Linked DNA regions of Sus scrofa: region 1 is linked to region 2. A link is a contact called in public HiChIP or PLAC-seq data. All regions are on one chromosome and are shown on one strand. The core of a region is the stretch at or near the end of the contact, and the rest is flanking DNA. Distances in the headings are between cores, read along the strand shown.

Region 1 (6,545 bases), core at 3,352-5,851, 260 kb after region 2:
AAGGAACAGAGGAGCACTTCACTTAAGGCAGCAGAAGGGTCGGTTGGTAAAGAAATACATGGAGAGCCTTAGGCACAAAGGCGGGGCTTGCCAGCACCTCTGCCACCTTCCAAGTGTGCTGCGTGTTCTTTCTCACATTTCTACTCTGAGTATCTGATCACTTTTTCCACCTCTAATTCCTAACTTTCTCTGCCCTCACATAACTTCCTTGCATGGGACTGTGACTTACAATGTTCTCTCCAGGAGTTCCCGCTGTGGCACAATGGGATCAGCGGCATCCCTGCCGTGCCGGGACACAGGTTCGATCCCCAGCTCAGCACAGTGGCTTAAATGATCCAGCATTGTCACAGCTGCGCTGCGGGTTGCAACTGTGGCTTGGATCTGATCCCTGGCCCTGGCACCCCATAAGGGGCAGGGCAGCCAAAAAGGAGAAAACAAACAACAAGGAAAAAAACCATTCTCTCCAAATGTGACTCTCAGCATTCTTAGTACAATCTTTGCCCTCTGATTCAGTAGATACATGATTTAGACTCTGTTTCCTAATGCACAGTAGCCGGGTCAAAGGCAGGGCTAGACTCAAAGGCAGGGCTAGACTGATGCTCTTTAGACCCTGGGCCTGCCCCTAGAAAAATTAGCATTAGCGGGGAACAGAGCAGTGGGATTATCTGGTGCATGAGGGTGCAGTGGGTTGGAGGGAAGTGAGCAGGAAGAGAGAGGCAGTTTGCCAAAGGACACTGTAGTTGGCAGTGGAAAACATTTCCAGAACTCTAGTAGAAAAGTAGTAGGGTAGAAGAACTATACACAGGAAGCCAGAGATGGAACTCTTGTCATCTGTCTCTCCCAAATGATAAATATTCTTAAGAAATTTAAAGTTCTTGCTTGGTTCACAACTTTGATATTCATTACCTGTGTTAGTGCTTTAGTTTGGACCTAAACTCTGTATTTGCCAGAAGACAATTCTAAGGAGGAGAGATTGATTCCATTTCTTCTGCCAGTTTCTGAAGGGTAAAAATCTTCTGGCAGGGAGTTCCCGTCGTGGCGCAGTGGTTAACGAATCCGACTAGGAAACATGAGGTTGTGGGTTCGATCCCTGGCCTCGCTCAGTGGGTTAAGGATCCGGCGTTGCCGTGAGCTGTGGTGTAGGTTGCAGACTCGGCTCGGATCCCGCGTTGCTGTGGCTCTGGCGTAGGCCGGTGGCTACAGCTCCGATTCAACCCCTAGCCTGGGAACCTCCATATGCCGTGGAAGCGGCCCAAGAGATAGCAACAACAAAAACAACAAAAGACAAAAAAAAAAAAAAATCTTCTGGCAAACATTCCAATAATTGAAAGACAATAATTTAACAGATCTTGGAATAGACTCCAACCAACTAATGTTCAATATCTGCTAAGTAAAATTTCTATTCCATTTCTTATCTCACATATAATGGCCTAGCTAACACAACTATTGCTTATAAAAACCGTATACTTGGCAACTCTGCTTCTAGGTATATACTCCAAAGAATTGAAAGTATGGGCTCAGGGAGTTCCCTTCATGGCTCAGCAGTTAATGAACCTGACTAGGATCCATGACGATATGGGTTTGATCCCTGGCTTCGCTCAGTAGGTTTAGGATCCAGTGTTGCTGTGAGCTGTAGAGTAGGTAGCAGACGTGGCTTGGATCCTGTGGCTGTGGCTGTGGCTGGTGGCTGCAGCTCCAATTTGACCCCTAGCCTGGGAACCTCCATATGCTGTGTGAGCGGCCCTAAAAAGCAAAAAAAAAAAGGAACGTACGGGCTCAGATACTTATACATCAATGTTCATAGCAGCATTATTCATGACAGCTAAAAGGTGGAAACCACCTGAATGTCCATGGACAGATGACTGGATAAACAAAATGTGATTGATATATATATATATATATATATATATATATATCACAATGCAGCATTGTTCAGACTTAAAAAAGAATTTTTTTTTTTTTTTTTTGCCATTTCTTGGGCCGCTCCTGCGGCATATGAAGGTTCCCAGGCTAGGGGTCGAATCGGAGCTGTAGCTGCCGGCCTACGCCAGAGCCACAGAAACACGGGATCCGAGCCGAGTCTGCGACCTACACCACAGCTCACGGCAACGCCGGATCCTTAACCCACTGAGCGAGGCCAGGGATCAAACCCGCAACCTCATGGTTCCTAGTCGGATTCGTTAACCACTGCGCCACAACGGGAACTCCTTTAAAAAGAAAATTTTAACATGTGCTAAAATATGGATCAACTTTGAAAATAGCATGCTCAGTGAAATAAGCCAGACACACAAAAAACAAATATCAGATGATTCTACTTATATACGGTACCTAGGAAGGTAAATTAATAGAAAGCGGAACAGGGGTCACCAGGGGATAGGGTATCTTAATCTGTTCAGACTGCTGTAACAAAATTAGCACAGATTGGGTGGCTCAGAAACAACAGAAATTTATTTCTCACAGTTCTGGAAGCTGGAAGTCCAAGCAATCAGGGTGCCCACCTGGTCAAGTAAGAGCTTCTTTTCTTCTGACCACAGACTTCTGGTTGTTGGCTCCCAGGGCAGGATGAGCTGGGGAGCTCAGCCAGGTCTCTTTTTTTATTTTTTGTCTTTTTGCCACTTCTTGGGCCGCTCCCTGGGCTGCTCCCGTGGCATATGGAGCTTCCCAGGCTAGGGGTCGAATTGGAACCGTAGCCACCGGCCTACCCCAGATCCACAGCAACGCGGGATCTGAGCCGCGTCTGCAACCTACACCACAGCTCACGGCAACGCCGGATCCTTAACCCACTGAGCGAGGCCAGGGATCGAACCCACAACCTCATGGTTCCTAGTCGGATTCCTTAACCACTGCGCCACGACGGGAACTCCTGGCCAGGTCTCTTATAAGGGCACTAATCCCATTCAAGAGGGCCCTTAAGCATCTCCTAAAGGCCGTACCTGGGGCATTAAGATTTCAACACATGAATGTTGAGGAGACACTGGCATTCAGCCCATGGGGTCGGGGGAGGGAATGAGGAATTGTTTAATGGAGAGAGTTTCTGTTTAGGATAATGAACAAACTCTGGAGATGGGTGGTGGTAAATGGTTACACAACACGGTAGCTGTACTTAACGCCACTGAATTGTACAAATGGCTAACCTGGTAAATTTATGTTGTGTGTATTTTAACCCTCCCCGCCCCCCCCCCCACACAAACCCAGGAAGAAGAACACAGCACAAACTACATATTTTGCCTGAGTGCTTCTTGGTGACAATAATTTCAGTTTTCATGGAATCGCTGGAAAGTTACAGTCTGCACTAGGTCTTCTCACAGAGGTGTTGCTTCAGAAATCAGAGACGTGGTGCTCCATTCCCACTGGTATTTACTCTGCTGTGTACTAGACACGGGGAAAGCTACACTGAGGCATTTTTGTACCCGCACAGTAACTCACTTCGGTCTGGTTACAAGATCAGGCCCTACGTGGCATCTTGATAATGACATTACTGTTAAATCATCTGAACCGTTGTATAGAGTAACGTGTTTCCTTTAGGAAAAAATACAGGGCTTGCTCCATCTTTTCTTCTATTTCTTTTGTTTTCCCATGTAATAACGTTTGGCTGGCTCAGGTGCAACTGTTCAAGTAATACATCCTAAGTTATTAAAACAAGGAGCCATGAGTATCAGGCAAAAGGCAGGGATTTCTGCCTCTCCCCACCCCACACTTTGTGCCATTACTTCCCTTTGAAAAATGAGAGTTTCTTGCAATAAAAATGAAATGTAACTCTCTTAGACTTCCTTTATAAGATACAATTTCTGGCTTATAACTAAAAGGGCTGCTCATGGCCAAGAAATAGGAGAAGCCCAGACATTTTAAATAGGGGAAGAGGGATGCTGAACCTTTTCTGCACGCTTCTCGTAAGTGCTGACCCATAGGTGCTTTGAGAGTTGAGGACAGGGACACGTGCTCTTCTTGACAATGGTCAGAATAGCAAAAATCGAATGCTTTTGAGAGCAAAAGAGTTTCCTCACTTTTAAATTTGCTTTTAATTTTAGTGGTGGCTATTTTTGTCATCTTTGCGGATGCATTTCTGTTTTGCTGTTTTGCTCTTGTGTGAAATGAAGTTTCAGGGATCCAACACCTTTTTATCTTTCTCTTTCTTTCTCCCTGGCTCACTCCTCTTGCTTCCCTTTTCTTTCCAACACGCAGCCTGCAGCCAGATAACACTTTCCTGCTGAGCCATTTTTAAAGTCACCACACAGCTCTAGCAAATGAGGGCTGTCGTAGTTTTTGGATGAGAAAATCTACTGCAGCTCACACAGATCTAGGAGTTGATAGTGGTTAATTGACAGCCGGAAGGACTTGGTCTCCTGGCAGAGTTAGAGGGAGGGTGAGCCCTGTGGGTTTCATCTGGGCAGAGATAAAACAGGTTTTTATTCAGTACTCATGGAGAGAGCATAATTAACCTTTTAGAAGTTTAAGGATGATCAAATTGTTATTCATTTTGCAAATGAGAAGAGAGAGCTTCCCTTCCTGCCAGCAAAATGCCAGTGCAGATTTCAAGGTCACTGGATGATCTCTTTGAGGGATAAGAAAGCAGTAAACACACACACACACACACACACACACACACACACACACACACACGCTGCCCCTAAGAAGCAGTAAACACACACACACACACACACACACACGCTGCCCCTAAACCCAAGGCTTGAGAAATGTCACCGTGAAAACATTCAGGAATGAAAAGGAACAAATGTTTTTTTCTATCAAGCTCCACAATAAAAATCAGAGCTAATGTTTGCCACACACTCACTTGGGCCTATTGGATTACTATGGCACTGCTCCTGTCAGAGAAAACAGATATACGACTCCAACTGGTAACTCCTATGCTCTGGTATGTTCTGATGTTGTTTAAAGGATAGTGGAGGGGCTTTTTGAGGTCTAAGCATTTTTTTTTTTAAGATGGCAGGCGTAACATGGCTATCATATGAGAACTCTGCAGTGTAAATAATAAACTCTTGTGCTTCAGAAAAATTTTAAAAGGATTTAGCTATGTCTCTGCATGAAAAAAAGTCGCTTTCACTAGGTATCATGCTTTAAAAATGACCATGCTTATTATGTGAATAACCTTATTTGGCAGCTATGTTTTTGCTGTATCACAAACAAGACTTCCTTCATTACTGGTTAGGAGAATCCTCTGGCTATTTTCCTAAAACAAAAATTAAATCATGTGATAATTTTGAACACACAGAAAATGTGCAATAATAGTACAAAGAACAAATAATAATATAAAGTATACCCATATACTGTTCATCCAGATTTAGGAGTTTTTAACATTTTAACCTCATAGATACCTATCTCTCTAGAGAGATCTCTCTCTCTCTAGATATCTATATATGTATATCTTGATATGTATATCTAGATATCTAGAGAGAGGTTGATATTAAGTTATGCACACTTGACTGCAGGATGAACATGGGTTAAAACCACACGTAATACACATATACGTATATAATGATCATATGCTTTTTCTGAACCCTTTGAGAGTGAGTTGCAGACACAGTGTCTCTCTATCCCTAAATAGCTCACTGTGTATTTCCTAGGAAGAGGGAGATTCACTCACAGAACAATGGGACAATGATCAAAATGAGGAAGCTGAACATTGGTACAATACCATTATCTAATCAACACATCTTTCTTGAAATTTTGCCAGTGATCCCAAGGATGTCCTTGAGAGTAATTTTGCCCCGGTTCAGAATCCAATTCAGGATTTTGCATTTCACTTAGTTTTTATGACTCTTATATTCTCCTTTAATCTGGAATGCGTCCTTAACCTTTCCTTGTCTTCATGCTGCTGCCTGAAGAGTATAGGTCATTTATTTTGTTAAACATTCCTCAGTGTGGGGTAATCTGATGTTTCATTATAATTAGATTTGGGATATATATAGCTATATATCTATATGTATCCTGATATACCTGTGTACACACACACACACTTTTTTTTTTAAGGGGTACAAGGTAAGTGACAGGTGGTCTTGGGTCCTTGTGTCCTTTTTACATGATGCTGTTAATCCCACGATTGGTGATGCTAAGTTGGGTGGTGCCTGCCAGAGTTTTCCACTGTGAAGCTGCTATTTTTTCCTTTACAGCTTATCAGCCAATTTGAGGGGGGGGGGTCTCTTTTCCTTTGTTGGCTTTGCTCTAAGATAAGCGTAGTTGAACAACAAGCTGCTAGAAGTTGTTCTCACATATTTTAAGAGGAGGCTAGATAAGATTTCTTAAATAGTTTAGAAAACATGTTGACTAAACATATTTAGATGCTATTTTTTTCTCCCTCTGTGGTGCACAGCCCTTCACAAAATCAGTGTCCCACCCTCTACTGACATATCCCAAACTCAAAGCTTACTACTTGTTGATGAAACAATCTAGGAACTCTCTCCCCACTGTTTCTGTAAGGGAAGGTGACGGGGGTGCAAAGAACTACTAAAGGGGACGAGGGGTGAGGGAAGAATGGGGTGAGCGTGTACGCGCTAAAAGCACAGCAGTGCAAGCTGACGAAAGTCTCC
Region 2 (6,514 bases), core at 791-3,290:
TTAGGAATGTACCGAAGAAATAGTTATATTGAAATTCTATTGTTATCAGTTAATATTAATTGCCAAGCACTCGATCAGCTTGGGGCTAAGCAAGTGATCCCAATCTTTCCATTCTTACATGCTAAGGGATAAGATAAAAAAAAAAAAAATAGATTCCTATTTGGGAGAAGCAGTCTCTTGTTTTTGTGATAAACAAAATAGTGCATTGAGTAAGTCCTGTTCTAATTTGATAAGGATCCAGGAGAGACTGATGGTTGAGGGCAGAATTCCAGGAGATTCCCTCTAAAAAGAATTGTTAGAGAAAAAAAATAGATGGAGAGTGAAAGATGGTTCCAGATGTTAGTAATGACGTCCCCAAGGGAACAGGGTTAGGTCAAGAAGTAAATGAAGAGGATTATGGCAAGACGGCTAGGAACGAAGCCATCCAGGCTGATTGTTGTCAGGTCCACATTAGAGGAGCTAAGACACAGTACCATAAATCATTTAAACAATCACACGAGAAGTTGATTATTTAATATGTTTTTGATTATCTAGTAACTACGTACAGATGTATCAAAATTGGTACAGACTTAATTCTTCAAACCGACCTCTTTACGATAGTGGAAGATGCTAGGTGGTCTCTACGAATAAGGCCTGTAGAATCCACCGGTCAGAATCCTGTCTGGTTTCCCAGAGTCCTGACAGGTAACCCCACTGACATTGGCAAACTAGCCAAAGCACAAGTGGACTGTCACCAGCTGCTGGACATTTTGCATTGTATATTTTCAATAAAAACGGTGGACTCATGGCTTTTGGAAAATACACTCACATAGCACATGTGAATATGTTAGGAATAAATATCTTATTTATTTAAAATAAGGCAATGGAAACCTCCTTTGCTACTAATAAAGCTGCATTGCAATAAATTCTAAATTTCGATCAATTGCGCTCAAGTATCACCCATATTATAAAGCACTAATTAATAGAAATAAATATGACAGAGAGAGTTAAATTAGCAGTTGTTTATGACATAACATGTATGCCCCAAAGTCCTAAGTTTTGTAATCTATTTTGAAGTTCCTCTTCAGTAAAAAAAAAAAAAAAAAATTAGAATCACACATGCCAGAGTTTCAAGCTCCAAAAGATCTGATTTAGCAAATACTCCTTAATAAGAGAGCCCTAGATATTCATAAAATTTATGATCAAAGAATTGTACACTAATATTTATGGCAAGCTATGCAACCAGGCAATAGACAAAGGTATCTATGAACACTCGTGGTTATAACCATTCAAGGCTAAGTATTGGTCTCTACAGTGTATGTGTAGATATAGACATAGTTAAAGCCACATCCATGTGTTCAGATTGCACAAAATTGTTGATTTCACGGCCGGAAGTTACCTTAAAGATCACGTTGCCCCAGAAAGCCCAAACCCAAAGAACCTGCGTTCCAACATCCTAGCTAGTGTGTTCCATGCTACCTAAATGATTTCCAGCAAAGCTCCGAGCTTCCCTGAAATCCCATAGGAAACAGTACAACTTATTGGCGCCACCTTACCGGGTTTTTCTGAGCAGAAGATGAGGAACAGGGTGTCATGCCCGCAGCAGTGCCTGGCAGAGGACAGGCCCAGTAGATATGGCATCCCTCAGCGTCATCAACCACAGCTGCACGACCCTAGGAGGGTTAAATGAGGACTCGACCAACATCAAACAGCTAGTAAGTAGAGAATTAGGGCTTGAATCAGGTTTTCCCACTTTCCACTCAGTGCTATGGCCACTTAACCACAGCTGCCCCTGATGCTTCATCCAGTTTAAGATCACATTTGGAAGAGACTGATTAATGCGGTCACCCCACAGTTCTGCTCAGCTGCATTTCACCTTCTGCAGTGCAGCCACTGGCATCGCGGGTGATGGGAGACCAAATCACACTGGAATGGGGCCTTCCAGCCAGTGAGAGAAATTCCTCTTGTGTTCCATTAGTTTAATTATGACACAGTTAAACAGACCCTGAGAAATTTCAAACCTGGGAACATGTGCCCACAGAGACACCCAGGCCCTGGCAGCGGTTCTTAATCACATTCCTCAGTCAGGTGTCAGGCAGAGCTCAGGCAGCGCTCAGGCACCAGCACACAAGCAAGTTTTGTTTAGAATACCTCAAAAAGCCAGCCAAGTGGCAAATGTGGACATCTGTGCTAGACTGTGGCTGTCCTGTTTGTGCAGTCTAATCTGTCAAGATAACCATTTCCCCATTCTCTTAAACAAACACAGACTTCCTTGTTTAAACACTATAACAGTTCTAACAGAACACACAGCTTTTAATCATTCTGCGTTAAGTACACTGGCAAGAGTCTGAGAAAAGAATCAAAACATCTTAAATGTAAACGGGCTGATTTTGCTGTTTTGCAAATCCCAGGAAACGGGAGAGAGAAACCCGAAATTCCAGATAAAAGGAATATATAGCATCGCAGCAGAAACTAGCGTGCATTTTAAAATTATCAGTGAATTAGAAATGCAATGGGGAACCCAGTTCAGCTTCTAAAGAAGAAGAAAAAAAAAAAAAAAGGAAAAGAAAGTGGGTCCATTTTTTTCTTCTTTTGCAAAAAGTTTCAAGTTTAGCAAATTTAAGTTTGTTGCATCAATTGTTTTGTATTATTTATAAAGGCAACCAACAGTCATGCCTGAGCCCAAGCTGTGCTGGGGAAAGCTATTTATTTTTTTTTTTTTTTTTTTTTTTTTTTTTTTTTTTTTTTTTTCTTTTTTTTTTTTTTTTGTTGTTTTGTATTTCTTGGCCTCTGGCATATGAATTCCAGCTAGAGTTGAATCAGAGCTGTAGCACAGCCTACCCAGAGCCACAACGCAGATCCGAGCCGTGTCTGCACCACCACAGCTCACGCACGCCGGATCGTACCACTGACAAGGCAGGACCGAACCGCAACCTCATGTCTAGTCGATCGTTACCACTGCGCCACGACGGAAACTCCGGGAAAGCTATTTAAATCAGGGCAAGGTTGCTTCACCACTGAGTTAACTCCCTCTTGAAAGCCCTTTAGTATAAAGCTCTGTCACAGCACGGCGCACATTCTTTTTCATTGATGAGGTGTTCTGGGTCATTTCCTAATATCCAAGAATAGACACGGAAGGCTGGGGGAAAAGACTTTCACGGTGGGACGAGCAGGAATATTGACAGTGCTGAAGTTCAGTTTGCGTTGCTTCAGCCTCACTGCTCTCGATTTCACTTGCAAAATATCCAAATGCACCCTGAAATGTGAAGACGTTAAGACTTCCATAAAACCCTGATATGTTTTCTCCTTATTGTTAAAGAGAAACATGATGGTTAAAAAATCCAAACACTCTCCATTCTTGAGCATGGTGCAAGTACAGCCGTTGAGATCTGACCAACTGGGATTCACATTCTGGTTCAACAACTCAATCATGCGACTAAACAAGCCAATAGGCCTTTCTAAGCCTTAGTTTCTTTATCCATAAAATGGGGATAAAAACAGCTTACAGAGTAAGCTTGTGGACAATAAAGGAGATATACTTGCAGTGGTAAGTGCTTCATAAATTATCTTTTTCTTTTTTTTTTACAGCTGTACCTACAGCATGTGGAAGTTCCCCGGGCTAGGGGTCAAATCTGAGCTACAGCTGCCAGCCTACGCGACAGGAACTCGGGATCCAAGCTGCATCTGTGGCTTACACTGCAGCTTGCAACAATGCTGGATCCTTAACCCATTGAGGCCAAGGATGTAACCCACATCCTCACGGAGACAATGTGGGGTTCTTAACCTGCTGAGCCGCAGTGGGAACTCCAACCAGCAATTATTAAGAGTCCACTAACACCTACCATAATTAGAAAATGTTCGTACACAAAATTCAAGTGAATAGAGTTTACATAGTAACATACGGATTATCAGCTTTACAAAAGGAGAAAATAATTTAACATTGAAATACCAAACCAGTTTATGAGAGATAAGGCTCTGAGTGTCAATCACCTGCATAAGTCCTCATGGGAAAAGCAGTCAGAATTTACACAGTTGTCTCAGTCACCCCAACACAGCGGGCTGGCCCACATTCCCAGGACACAGGCAGGACCCTAGTCTCTAGGCTGTGGCATGTGGTCTACTCCCTGTAGACCGTGGTCCAACCCATAAAACGCTGGAGGACACTAGTCGGTTGGGATTGGCTGGCCATTCAAGTCCTCCACTTGAATGAGAAAGTCATTCCAGATGAGAGCAGTAACAGCAAAGACCAGCAGAAGCTGACTGATCATTATTTGACCTTAATGGAAAAATTCAGGAGCTGGAAGCAACAGAGGGCTGTTCCGAGGAGACAAAAAAAAACTAGGTCACAGAGCTGAAAATTCTCGTTCTCCAGGACCCCTGGCTGTGTGGAAAATGAGATGACTTCTGCTGGGGTTTTTATTTTTCCCTATTTTGAATGCACCCACAGCATATGAATGTTCCTGGGCCACACATCGAACTGGAGCTGCATCTACGACTTACGCCACAGCTGCAGCAACACTGGACCCTTAACCCACTGCGCTAGGCTGGGATCAAAACGGCAAAGCCAAAGAGACAAGCCGGATCATTAACACACTGAACCACAGTGGGAACTCCAAAATGAGATTTTTTTTTTTTTTTTTTAACTTTTAGTGCCATACCTGCGGCATATGGAGCTTCCCAGGCTAGGGGTCGAATCAGAGCTGTAGCTGCCGGCCTACACCACTGCCACAGCAACACCAGATCCAAGCCACATCTGTAAACTACACCACAGCTCAAGGCAACACTGGTTCCTTAACCCACTGATCGAATTCAGGGATGGAAGCTCAGTCCTCACAGAGCCAGTCAGATTTTTTCCGCTGAGCCACAAAGGGAACTCAAAATGAGAGTATTTCTTTTTTCGTCTTTTCAAGGCCGCACCCTCGGCATATGGAGGTTCCCAGGCTAGGGGTCGAATTGGAGTTGTAGCTGCCGGCCTACACCAGAGCCACAGCAACGTGGGATCCCAGCCACGTCTGCAACCTACATCACAGCTCACGGCAATGCCAGATCCTAACCCACTGAGCAATGCCAGGGATCGAACCTGAACCTCATGGTTCCTAGTCAGATTCGTTAACCACTGAGCCACGACGGGAACTCCAAAATGAGAATATTTCTAATCATTCTTTATTTCCTTATGGATCCTTACAATAAATACCCTACTTGCAGTCACCTGAATATATATTGGTTACTTTCAACCTGAAAGGGTCTATTTATCTTTGATGATTCAGGAGGACCTTAGGGGTCTCAAAACACTTGAGGGTCAGAATTATTCACATCAGTTACCATAAGAACACAGATGGTACTACTTCCTCTTGAGATTGATGTCTGGTATTCTGATGGCAGCTCCTAAATAGTGGGTGACACTTGTGAGGGTCTCTTGAGCTCAACGTATATACTTTAACTAAACAAATATTCATTAATGCTCTATGTAATACTAGCTGTCTACTGTATATACGACACACTGCTAAGTATTATGAATAATTAACAAATGAATAAGAAGTTTTCCTCTCCTGAGAAATATTACAACTTAATGAGATGGGCCAAGTTCGCCAGTACTAAGAGGAGAAAGAATATGATAACTGCTTTCTGAGAGAAGTAAAACTTTTACCACAGTCCAGGTACTATGTCAGGTGATGGATGTATCAGTTAGCTTCAACATGGTAATCATTGCACCACGTATATGAATATTGAATCCTCACATGGTGCATGTGAAATAGATGCAAGTGTTGTTTGTCAATTACACATCAATAAACAGGGGGTTGCAAAAGTATAGGTGAAGAAAATCATTGGCCGGAATAATTTTTTTTTTTTTTTTTTTTTTTTGTCTTTTTGCTATTTCTTGGGCCGCTCCTGCGGCATATGGAAGTTCCCAGGCTAGGGGTTGAATAGGAGCCGTAGCCACCGGCCTATGCCAGAGCCACAGCAACGCGGGATCCGAGCCGCGTCTGCAACCTACACCACAGCTCACGGCAACGCCGGATCATTAATCCACTGAGCAAGGGCAGGGATCGAACCTGCAACCTCATGGTTCCTAGTCGGATATCGTTAACAACTGCGCCACGATGGGAACTCCCGGAATAAATTTTGAAAAGCAACAACAAGTTTGACCACAGTCCAGAGTTGAAAGAAATTACAGGCATTTGAGAGAGAAGTCTGCCCAGGAACTGGGGCCGATAGTGGGAGGGCTTGACTCAAAACATCGTGAAATCCACGTAGAATTTGGGCAGAACAGTGAAGCTGGGGAGAGTTGGGGGGGGTGGGCAGGACAGAGCATGAGCAATGACAGTGAAGAGTATTTGGGGACACAACATTGTAAATCAACTCTACCCCGAATAATATTCTCATGTATTTGTTTATTTATTTATTTTTAGGGTCACACCTGCAGCTCATGGAAGTTCCCAGGCTAGGGGTCAAATCGGAGCTGCAGCTATTGGTCTACACTACAGCAACTAGGGATCTGAGTCACCTCTGCACCTACACCGCAACTCATGGCAAC

What was found. HiChIP or PLAC-seq counts read pairs in DNA pulled down with a chosen protein or histone mark.
Region 1: a contact with region 2 is called in an H3K27ac HiChIP or PLAC-seq map of skeletal muscle. The contact joins two enhancer-like sites. A contact is called at or near these places in 2 of 47 Hi-C or Micro-C datasets (both in liver) and 1 of 2 datasets of contacts at active chromatin or transcription factors (skeletal muscle).

The regions. Positions count from the first base shown.
Region 1 is chr2:128,265,615-128,272,159 of Sscrofa11.1, forward strand. No RefSeq gene overlaps it. Among named protein-coding and RNA genes, the nearest start is that of ZNF608, 110 kb to the left of the region's middle. Within about 2 kb of position 4,602, at least 6 of the 83 cell types and tissues checked have an H3K27ac peak or open chromatin away from gene starts, as enhancers often do. A contact at or near this core is called in skeletal muscle, where this site is marked.
Region 2 is chr2:128,004,436-128,010,949 of Sscrofa11.1, forward strand. No RefSeq gene overlaps it. Among named protein-coding and RNA genes, the nearest start is that of ZNF608, 150 kb to the right of the region's middle. Within about 2 kb of position 2,041, at least 27 of the 83 cell types and tissues checked have an H3K27ac peak or open chromatin away from gene starts, as enhancers often do. A contact at or near this core is called in skeletal muscle, where this site is marked.